3 separate regions of the Sus scrofa genome follow, and all the other regions are linked to region 1. The links are chromatin contacts, called in public HiChIP or PLAC-seq maps. All regions are on one chromosome and are shown on one strand. The core of a region is the stretch at or near the end of the contact, and the rest is flanking DNA. Distances in the headings are between cores, read along the strand shown. Region 1 holds the start of LOC100518738 (neurotrophin receptor-interacting factor homolog). Region 2 holds the start of LOC110261337 (tigger transposable element-derived protein 1-like). Region 3 holds the start of CHMP2A (charged multivesicular body protein 2a).

Region 1 (3,255 bases), core at 413-2,912:
AGGGGTGTTTTATCTACAATAGCTAAAAAAAATCCTAGGAAATGCTGTTAGAATAAGGAACACCTGTATGGTCTCTGGCTAAGTACGAACACGAAAAAGTCAACAGACTTAAGGTCTTAATAGCAGCAAATACGATGAACAATGTGATGTGCAGCCTGCACATGGATGTGTCCCACAGTGACCACAGAACTTAACAACTCCTGGAACAAATTTAGTATGCGGTGGACAGAATGACCCAAATAGAGCACAGGGCTGCTGGAACCTGCTAGGAAATCCCAAGGAAGTGAGGAGACTACACTGGGCCGGCGCTGAGAAGGAGAGGAGAGCCCCAAGCAGCAACGGGAGAACATCAGAGCTTAGACCCTGGAACCTGAGACACCAGACACTGGACTCTGAGGAAGACATGAAAATATTTTGTCCCAGATGCTTCAATATGATGAGAGGGGGAATGCATCCAAGGAAAAAGAGCAAACACCACGTCTGAGGCAGCCAAAGACTTCTTTCACTTCCTAAACATGGACATCTAGCTCGCAAGTGAGGACACTGGGCAGAGCATCTTGTCCAGCGTCCTCCAACTGCCTGACAAAGATCCTTTGCTGAACCTTTTCCCCAGGAAGGCCCATGCGTGTACTTCCTCGTACACACATTTCCTCCACTTTAGCAAGAATCCTAAGTCAGTTTATCAAGAATTCCTTACTTCTCACATCTGATCAAAATCATCGTCCCCAGTATCTCTCCCAGGTGATATTCCATCACCCCAGCCTGCCTTCAGTAAAAAAACCTATCAGCTTGTTTCAAAATACCCCTAGACTTGATGTCTCTTCCTAATTTTCTACCCACCAACTACCCCCCACCTCCACCCCCCTCCCCAATCCTTGACTATAAAGCAGAATTCAGCTCAGTTCTACAATGAAGTCACCCAACCCCTGTTAAAACAGTTTATTGAGTAAAATCTATTTCCACCGCTTTAACTACCGTCCTGCTCTGGTTTATCGTTGACAACCCCCACGCCCCATGCCTTGAGTCCACGTGACAATGCCCTACTCCCCACAACTTGGGTGGACAGTTAGTCCTGGCCCCTCCGCACTGTCCATGGGCCCGACCCCGCTCCCCTCCCTGGGCCTGGCGGACGTTCAGCTTCGTCCTCTGCACACTTCCGGGCAGGCCCGTCTCCCCTTCCCTCCTCAGGTATATACATATATGTGAACATATATATATATACTTGTGTGTCTTTTTTTTCAGGTCTGCACACTGCAACATATGGACGTTCCCAGGATACAGGTGGAATGGGAGCTACAGCGGCCGGCCTACAGCACACCCACAGATAGGCCAGATTCAAGCGGTTTCTGCAACCTACACCAACGTTGGATCCTTACTCCACTAAGCGAGGCCAGGGATCAAACCTGCGTCCTCAGGGATACTAATTAGGTTCGTTACCCCTGAGCCAGGACGGAAACTCCCCTTCTCTGGCATATTGCCCGCTCCCCTCCAGAACACCTCCCACCATTCCAAACCGCCCCTTCTTCCTCTCCGTTAGGCGTGGATGCCCTCCAAGCCCCGCCCCCTTCTCGGAACTTGAAGGACGTCTAGCCCTGCCCCCAAGCACTTCCGGCCCGCCCCTCCTCCCTCCGTTTTGGGTGTGAGCTGCAGCCCGCCCCACCCCTCTGCATTTCCGCCTCAGCCCCGCCCACGCTCCCTTTCTCCACTTCCGGCCCTCCCCACGCGTGGTCGCCCATATGTCAGGGCACGGCTCCTTCCTGGCCTGCGTTGCCGTCCTCGCCGGTGCTGCAGCCCAGTCGCTTGACGGGTCCAGCCCGAGGCCTTCTCTAGCCCAGCGGGACTACTAGGGCGCCCTTCCGTCGCCCGGGCTTCGCGTGCCACCCAGAGTTGGCCCGCCAAGATGGCCGTCGCCTGCAAGGTGGGGGCGCGCCCCGCCGCGGGGGTGTCTGGGAGTTGTAGTCCGGACCGGCGCGCTGACGCACTTCGCCACGGACCGACGGGCGCCATAGTGCGCCGCGCGCGGGGTGAGTGCGGCGCCAAAACCGCGCCCGTCGGGGACTCTGTTCCAGGCCGGCTCTGCAGGGCAAGCCCAGCCGCAGCCCCCATTTCGCCAAACACAAGAGGAGCTCAGAACCACCTCGCCTGCCGTCCTTCCGCCGCGGGGCCTGAAGGGGCAGTGGGGGTCGGGGACTTGGGGCCCAAAAGATGCGGGGACCGGGCGGGCCGTCCCCCCTCAGGGCTCGTGAAGGGTGAGGAAACGGACCGATTCCTTCTGGGTGTGGAGGATGGGGAACCGGCCCTCTGGGTGTTCGAGAGCTGCTGGAGACAGCCCTTCAGGGCGTCTTCCGAAGTGGGGGATGGAGCTGTCATTTCCGGTTGTTTGGGCTGAGGGGGGCGGGGGCCGTGACTCAACCCTCGCGCCCCTCCCACCTCCAAATTTGACTTTCTCAGGACTCTGCCCACTCCCCCGAGACACCTCCAGGAAGAGGAAGGCATGGCTTCCGGGCTTCCGACGGCCTGGTTCCCTGTGAGTAGAGGGTTCTTTATGAGTTTTAGAGTCCATCCCTGAAATGCCCCGGGCCGCGCAACATCTCGGGGTTGGGCGAGGAACTGGCTGGGAAGGAGAGACCTTAGTGGACAGAGGAATAACAAGTATTTTAGCTTTCCAAGGATAAAGGTCAAATTATGGGGGATTCTCATTTATCCATTAAACTAGGAGAGTGGGAGCTGGGGAGGGAGACGTTGACAGGTCTAAGCAGGAATCAGGCTTCTATTTAGATTTCAACAGCTACTTTAGCATTAAAGCTTAGTTATTGGGGGCTAAGGATCCGGCATTTGCCGTGAGCTGTGGTGTAGATCGCAGATGTGGCTCGGATCCCACAGTTGCTGTGGCTGTGGTGTAGACCAGTGGCTACAGCTCCGATTGGACCCCTAGCCTGGGAACTTCCATATGCAGCAGGTGCGGTCCTAAAAAGCAAAAAAAAGAAAAAACTTAGTCACTGGGAGAGAAGAGAGATGAAGATGGATCCTTGAAGGGTGGAGGAAATATAAATAGTATGGGCAGTGGGTGGGAGCTGAAGGCTGGAGTGTGTGATGATTCAGCTCATTGCGGAATCCCGTAGCAGGAGGTATACCCAGGAATCCCCAGGTTAATAAAAAATGGAGAGGTTTTCAGAGAATGAAGAATCTCCTTCGGCCTTACTGGGTAGTCCTCCATGCTGTGACCAGAATAGGGTCAGCCTTGGGTTTGCTGTT
Region 2 (3,255 bases), core at 411-2,910, 290 kb after region 1:
GAACCTCAGTTTCCCCATCTGCAAAGGGGGACGGTCCCCCAACTTCCCCTCCACTCGCGCTGCTCCTTCTGCAGCAGGAGGTAAAGTGCAAGATTTGTGAAGAAATCTGAGTTTATTGATGGTGTGAATTCGGGTTCGAAGGCCGTCTGATCCTGGGAGTCTATCCTTCACTCCTCAAGATTCCAAGTCAACCGAAACCTCAGGAGAAAGCTGGGCCTTAGCGATCGAGCCGGCCCTTCGGAGCTCGATAAACTACATTTACCAGAAGTCTTGGCTGGCCATGTCTGCTTTAGGAAGCCGGGGCAGGTCCGGGTGCCGCCATGGCAACTGGGGGCGGGGTTTCCAGATTCCGTCGCCGTGGCAACGGCCAGGGATTGGCGAGCTTCGCACAACAGCACTGAGCCGGTCCACAGGGAGCGCCCAGGCCCCTGCTCCGCGCTCCTGGTCCCGCTGGGCCGCCGCCCGGGTCCCTGCCCGCACCTTCCCGATCGAGGGGCGCCCGCCCTCACCTCCGCACTCAGCGGGCCGCTCCGTGCTCCTGAGCATGCGCGCTCCCGACTTCCCCCGCCCCGACGGACTTTGTCTCCCAGAATGCTCCACGCACCAGCCCGGGCGCCGCCTCGCCCTTCCCGCAAGCTCGTCTCAGTTTCCGCCCTCCTCCCGCTGTCCCCCGGGGCAGCGTCGTTCGCCACGATCGGATCACACTCCGGGCCGCGCCTTCCTGCGCTCCCAGCCTCACATCCAAGCGTCAGGGGCCCGTCGACGCGCGCAAGCTTCCCAGGGGGCAACAGGAGGCAGCACCGCCTGCCCAACAGCGCATGCCCTCCACAACGTCTTCCTCCATTCTCTACGCGGCTCCTAGGGATTAGCAGGACCCTGAACCAATCACGGCCCTCGCTTGGATTCCGTCAGCCCCTTTCTCCATGGCAACCCCCTGCAGAGACTGGGCCACCCGTGCCGTCGCCCACAGGACCGCAAGCGAGCCTCTCGCGCTTTCGCCCGGGAGAGGGGCTTAGCCCAGCCGTTTCTGGGAGGCGTGGCGGCCGGCCCTCTGCGCGCGTGCGCGCAACGCGAAGATGCTCTTTTGTGCCAGCGGACCGTAGGCGGCCCGGGCGTCTCCATGGTAACCGCGCGGGTGGTGCCGGCGCTTTCCAGTGCAACCATGGGTACCCGCAGGCGTCTGCAGGAGGATGGGAGAGATGGGAGGAGGTGATGCCGAGCGAGAGAGACTGCGAGGACTGACAGACAGACACTGAGGAGCGGGGGCGGGGCAGGCTGTGACTAGAGACAGTGAAAGTAAGTGAACAGCCCCCGGGACAGAGACACGGGCAGGACAGAAAGAACGAAGATTTCTGCTCTCAGAGTCCTAAACTGTGCGATAAGAAGACAGGGAGGCAGGGCTGGGTAGACTTGTGTCAGGACCGTTAACAAGAGGGAGAGAGATCGGGGCGGGATGGAGAGGAAAGGAGAGACAGGAGAGGGAGAATTCGTTTACGGCGACAAGACGTGCAGATCGAGTTTCAAGGGATAGAGATCAGGAGTACAGAAGCAAGAGGCGAGAAAGGGACAGAAATTAGAGGTACAGTAAAATAGATCGAGAGTTTCAAAGACTCGGGGAAAGGTGACAGCAAGAAGAGAGACGGAGCGGGAGGGACGCTTGTGAAGAAAACTTACACAAAACTTGACAATAAGACAAGAAAGATGTCTGGAAGCCTTCGCACCATCTCTGCCAAGTCTCCTTCAGGTCATCTGATTTCCTAACCAGAGCAACGACTTCTCACTTCACTGCTTTTGATCAGAGTCCAGATACTGTGAAGTTAGATGCTAACTTGTAGAAGGTTGATAGACTGTAGTGCTTTCTGTTCAGTAGAAAAGGGTACCCCAAGTTTTTTGTTTTTATCACACTGTAGGACACTAAGCAGGATACTAAGTGCTGGGCCTCTCCACTGCCTTGTGAAGCGCTACTAATCCCACTTTGCTATTTTCTTTCTTTGCTTTTTAGAGCCGCACCCGCGGCAACATGGAGGTTCCCAGGCTAGGGGTGGAATCAGAGCTTCAGCCGCTGGCCTACACCACAGCTCACGGCAACGCGGGATCTTTAACCCGCTGAGCAAGGCCAGGGATCGAACCCGCATCCTCATGGGTCCTAGTCGGGTTCGTTAACCGCTGAGCCACGAAGGGAGCTCCCACACTTTTATTTCATTATTCCTTCTTTCTTCTTTCACCCCCTCTGCTGTTCCTTCTCTCTCATATTCCCAGAACCACCTGTGTCACCTTGCTAGTTCCCACCGAGGTAGATAAGTCTTTGACGCGTATGTTTTTTGCTCTTTCGAAATTATGTTTTGACAGTCTGAAAGGGCACAGTTCCCCGGAATGAGGAAACAGTGAGACACCGCCGGGAAGGGAGGGAGATTAGGGAGGACGATGGAGAGAGAGAGAGACTGAAAGTAGAACTCGGGGAAAGACAGGAGAGGTCTTAATGGGCGAGAAAGCCAGCCTTGGGCAGAGGTGGCCTCTGGCGCCCCAGCCTGGACCCCGCGCTCGGCCACCTCGTCGCCGAACTACGTTCCCATATCCCGGCGGGCCCGGGGGACCGCGCAGCGCCGGAGCGCCGTCGGGCGGGCCCCAAGCGGCCCCCTCCAATCCCGGCCGTCGCCTGGCAACCTCCGCTTCCGCCGATAAGATGGAGGCTGGGATCGGCGGCCACCGGGAAGCGGTGCCTGGGGCAGGAGATGGGTTGGGGCCGCAGCCCCGCCGGCCTAGTTGAGGCAGCCGGCCCGCGTCGTGGTCCGGAGATGAGGGCGGTCGGCCGCGGGGGACCCGGGGGCTCCGGCCAAGGGGCTTAGGCGCAGGTACTCTCGGTTCCGGTGGGGGGAAGGGAACGGAGACCTCGGGCCGGCCAATCGGAGCCTTCGGCGGCCCCGCGGCCTTCTGGGAAATGTAGTCTCACGCCTCCCCTGGAGGCGGGCTTGGGGACTTTATATAGAGTAGGAGGGAGAGGATGAAGGATCGAGTGAATGTAACTGAAGTTTGTGGGGAGTTCCTGCTGTGGTGCAGCGGGTTGCCGCAGCCACGGCTTGGATTCGATTCCTGGCCCGGGAACTCCATATGCCACGGGTGCGTCCAAGAAAGAAAGAAAAGGAGTTCCCTTCGTGGCTCAGCGGTCAACCTACCCGACTACGATCCATGAGGCTGCGGGTTCGATCCCGGCCTCGCTCAGCGGCTTAAGGACCCGGCGTTGCCGTGACCTGTGGT
Region 3 (3,255 bases), core at 462-2,961, 270 kb after region 1:
CTGGTAACTTCCTCCCCACCCTCCTGGCTTTGCCCATTCTGGATAATGGCACCTCCTCAACCCAGCGGCTCAGGCCAACAGTCTTTGCTCCCTAGTGGTTTGGGCTGCATCTGTCTCGCCAGTGTACCTCAAGTCACTTCTCTCTCGAAGTGAATCCTTCAACTCAGTAAATCCTTAGCGCACAGCTCCCACTGTGGTCCACAACTGCAGGTGGTCTGGCCCACACCCACTCCCGGGCTGGCCTGTGCGCCCTCTGACACCTGCAGCTCAGACACACTTGATGCATAGGTCGTCATAGGCGCACTCTCTTCATTACTTGAAGTGCAGCTCCAACACCATCTCCTCAAAGACGGTGTTTCTGGACCCTGAAACTAGGAAGGCCCCCCTCACCCCTTCACCCCCGTTTTCCTAGAAACACCCGCCTGTGGGTGTTCTGTCCGTTCCCCTTTGCTATAGTACCAGTGTGTGACCAGGGGATAGCACCTAGCTCTGTGTCCCAGCCTGTGCCCGACCGAGCTTACCATCTGGCCCTGCTTGGCCATCTTCTTGATGTCTGCAATGATCTTCTTCTCCTGGGTCTCTAGCTTCTGTCGCTCACGGTCCAGCTCTCGCATCGCACGATTCAGGGCGCGCTGGTTCTGGCGCAGCAGCTCCTCTGGCGTCTTCCGGCGCCCAAACAACAGGTCCATGGCCGCAGGAGCCCACCGGTGGGCCTGGGGCAAGTCTCGCTGCAAGGTGGCGTGGGGCCCAGAAAGGGGGCGAGGGGCAGAGCTGGGTTCACATGGTGTTCGGGTGGGGACAGATGGCGGGGGGTGGGTACGCAAAATGGAAAGAAGTGAGCAGGGTGAACAGCGTGACTGGAAGGCAGAGTGGAGGAGCCGCAGGGACTTGGGTTAGGTCACCACAATGTGCCTACCGCAGCCCCTCCATCACAGTGCCCCCAGGGAGGCGCAAGACTTGTCTCCTCCAGACCCTGGGATGAGGTTCTGGAGTGTCCGATGGACTGAGACTGGAGATGATAGAATGAGAACGCACAGGGGGTGGGGTGGCGAGGGGGCCACTGGGTCGCGGGGCTCAGGGACTGGACAGGAGACAGCCGCCGACGGGAGCGGGCAGAAGAGGTGGAGGCCGCGAGGGAAGCTGACGGCGTCAGGATGGAGTTGGGACAGGGGTTCTGAGTGCCCAGGGACTCCTGGTGTGGAGAACACAGCTGGGGGACGCCGGGGACTCCCACACAGAGGATGAGAAACTGGGTGTGGGGGTGCCCTGTTCGCTCAAAAAAGTGGGGGGGGTCGGGAGGACCGAAGGCAGGAGGGCACAGGCGACCCAGGGATGGGGCAGGGGCCCGGGGAGGGGCGAGGCTCTCCACACCTCGGCCAAGGCGCCCTCGTACGCCGCCGCCCACGCGCCCACCCAGCACCGGAGCCCCGGCGGGGCCACTCACCGGAGCTGGGACGGGGGTTCGCTTCCACTTCCGGGTCACGCTCCTCTGGCTCGGCTCCCTGGAGCGCCCACCAACCACAGCCCCTTGGTTCTGTCGCCTCTGCCGTCGCCGCCGTTTCCGGATTAAACCACTTGACGTCACACGCTCCGCCGGCACCCGGAATGCTGGGAGGGGACAACAGCGCGCGTGCGCACGTACTGGGGAACGGCCGCCGCCGCCCCCCCTCCCGGCGCATGCGCACCACCTTCCGCGTCTCCGCAGCAGGTCAGGAGTCTCAGGTTCAAATCTGGCTTGAGGGAGCCGAGCCACGGTCGGAGTCCTGGTCCCCGCGGGGTTGGTGCACCTTCGGGCGCCTTCCGCCCAGCGACCCGGAAGTCTTGCATCCCACCCTGTCATCATAGGGCCCAGCTCATCTGAGGGACCCCGAATTCTGTTTCTGAAACTCAGGCACCTGCAACGCCAGGCGGGGTTCTCCTCCACCGGCCCGGCCCACCCACGGCACGGCAGGACTTAACAGAGGTGCGGACTTTCCCCTCTGCTGGCTTACTAGATTCTGACCCTCTCTTATCCCCGAGTGGGATTTATCCTACTCAGCCGGAGGCGGGGGTCTCGGTCCCCCCACCACTCCCAGGGCTGCCTCGCATACAGGGCAACCTGCTGAGGTGCTCCAATGTCACCTGTGACCACAACTCCCACCATTCTTGCTGCAGAAGCCCTGGTGGTATCACCTGACCCTCCCAGCCCACAAAAGGAAGAGGCAGAGGCCATGCAGTAACATTCCCCTTTAATAGCCTGGTGGGACCTCCAGTGGTGGAGGGGTGGGGTGCCGGGTTCCCGGCCATCCAGTCCCCTTGGCTACCCACCCCAGAGCCCAGTATAGTGGGGCTGGACAGCACCCAGCAGGGGGCTAGACAAGCCAATTCATTTCCCATCGCTGAGCTGGTCGGGGGAGGCAGTGCCGACCTTAATCACATGGTGGTTTAAAAAAAAACAAACTAGGAGCGGGTGGCAGGGAGGGGTGGCAGGCCAGGGCATGGGATTCCCCCACCGGCTCTCCCATGCCCCCCCCACCTGTGGCCCCCAATAAATATCTGCAGGGGATGCCCGGGCTAGTGACCCCGGCAGGGGTGGGTAGGCGCCAACCCTATTTCAGGCAGCGCTCGAAGTAGGTGGAGCCGATATAGCCACCCCGCATGGAGCGCTGCACGTTCTGCTCAAACAGCCTCCGGTTGTTCTGCAGGACCTCGGCGGCCTCCTTGTTCAGTGGGTCTTCAGGGTTGGGCTCCTGTGGCCAGCAGCGGTGGGGGGTCAACAAGCCCAAGGAGCAGAGGGCCAACCTTCCCCAGCCCCAGCCCCCAACTCTACTCACCAAGAAGAGATACTGCAGGCCATAAATTATGGAGTTTATCGTAAGGACTGGCTTCCAGTCCTCTCTGTGGGCAGACAGCATCATGGTCAAGGGCTGGTGAGTGGGCAGCTGCCACAGACCCTGCTGGGACTGGACAGGTCAAGCCCAGGGCATGGGACAGTGTGAATGTGAGAAGCTAGTGGGAGGGTGCAGAGGACAGGCCAGGGAGAAAGCCAAGGTCAAGCCATGAGGAGGAGATGAAGAGACAGGGACAGAGACCACAAGGGGGAGTGAAGGGGCAGAGACAGGTGCAGTGCAAGGCCATGAAGGGGGCCTGGCGGGCAGGGCTGGAGAGCAGCGGAGGGCTAGTGCCCTCACCTGAGGATGTTGAGGCAGACGTTGCCCTCGAGGTCAATGTTGGGGTGATAAACCATCGTCTCACACTTCACCTTGGGGGGGTCAT

What was found. HiChIP or PLAC-seq counts read pairs in DNA pulled down with a chosen protein or histone mark.
Region 2: a contact with region 1 is called in an H3K27ac HiChIP or PLAC-seq map of alveolar macrophages. The contact joins the promoter of LOC110261337 here to the promoter of LOC100518738 in region 1. A contact is called at or near these places in 1 of 5 promoter capture datasets (liver), 2 of 47 Hi-C or Micro-C datasets (blood and heart right ventricle) and 1 of 2 datasets of contacts at active chromatin or transcription factors (alveolar macrophages).
Region 3: a contact with region 1 is called in an H3K27ac HiChIP or PLAC-seq map of alveolar macrophages. The contact joins the promoter of CHMP2A here to the promoter of LOC100518738 in region 1. A contact is called at or near these places in 2 of 2 datasets of contacts at active chromatin or transcription factors (alveolar macrophages and skeletal muscle).

Annotation. Positions count from the first base shown.
Region 1 is chr6:62,831,614-62,834,868 of Sscrofa11.1, forward strand. It overlaps LOC100518738 (neurotrophin receptor-interacting factor homolog), which reads left to right and starts at 1,663. Exons shown (of 11, transcript XM_013998887.2): 1 at 1,663-2,249; 2 at 2,452-2,527. The coding sequence starts at 2,206.
Region 2 is chr6:63,122,274-63,125,528 of Sscrofa11.1, forward strand. It overlaps LOC110261337 (tigger transposable element-derived protein 1-like), which reads left to right and starts at 1,661. Exons shown (of 3, transcript XR_002345404.1): 1 at 1,661-1,744. It overlaps MZF1 (myeloid zinc finger 1), which reads right to left and starts at 1,752. Exons shown (of 6, transcript XM_021097358.1): 1 at 1,675-1,752.
Region 3 is chr6:63,103,321-63,106,575 of Sscrofa11.1, forward strand. It overlaps CHMP2A (charged multivesicular body protein 2a), which reads right to left and starts at 1,712. Exons shown (of 6, transcript XM_021097415.1): 1 at 1,445-1,712; 2 at 522-728. The coding sequence starts at 689. It overlaps UBE2M (NEDD8-conjugating enzyme Ubc12), which reads right to left. Exons shown (of 6, transcript XM_021097419.1): 4 at 3,171-3,255; 5 at 2,814-2,877; 6 at 2,212-2,729. The coding sequence ends at 2,589.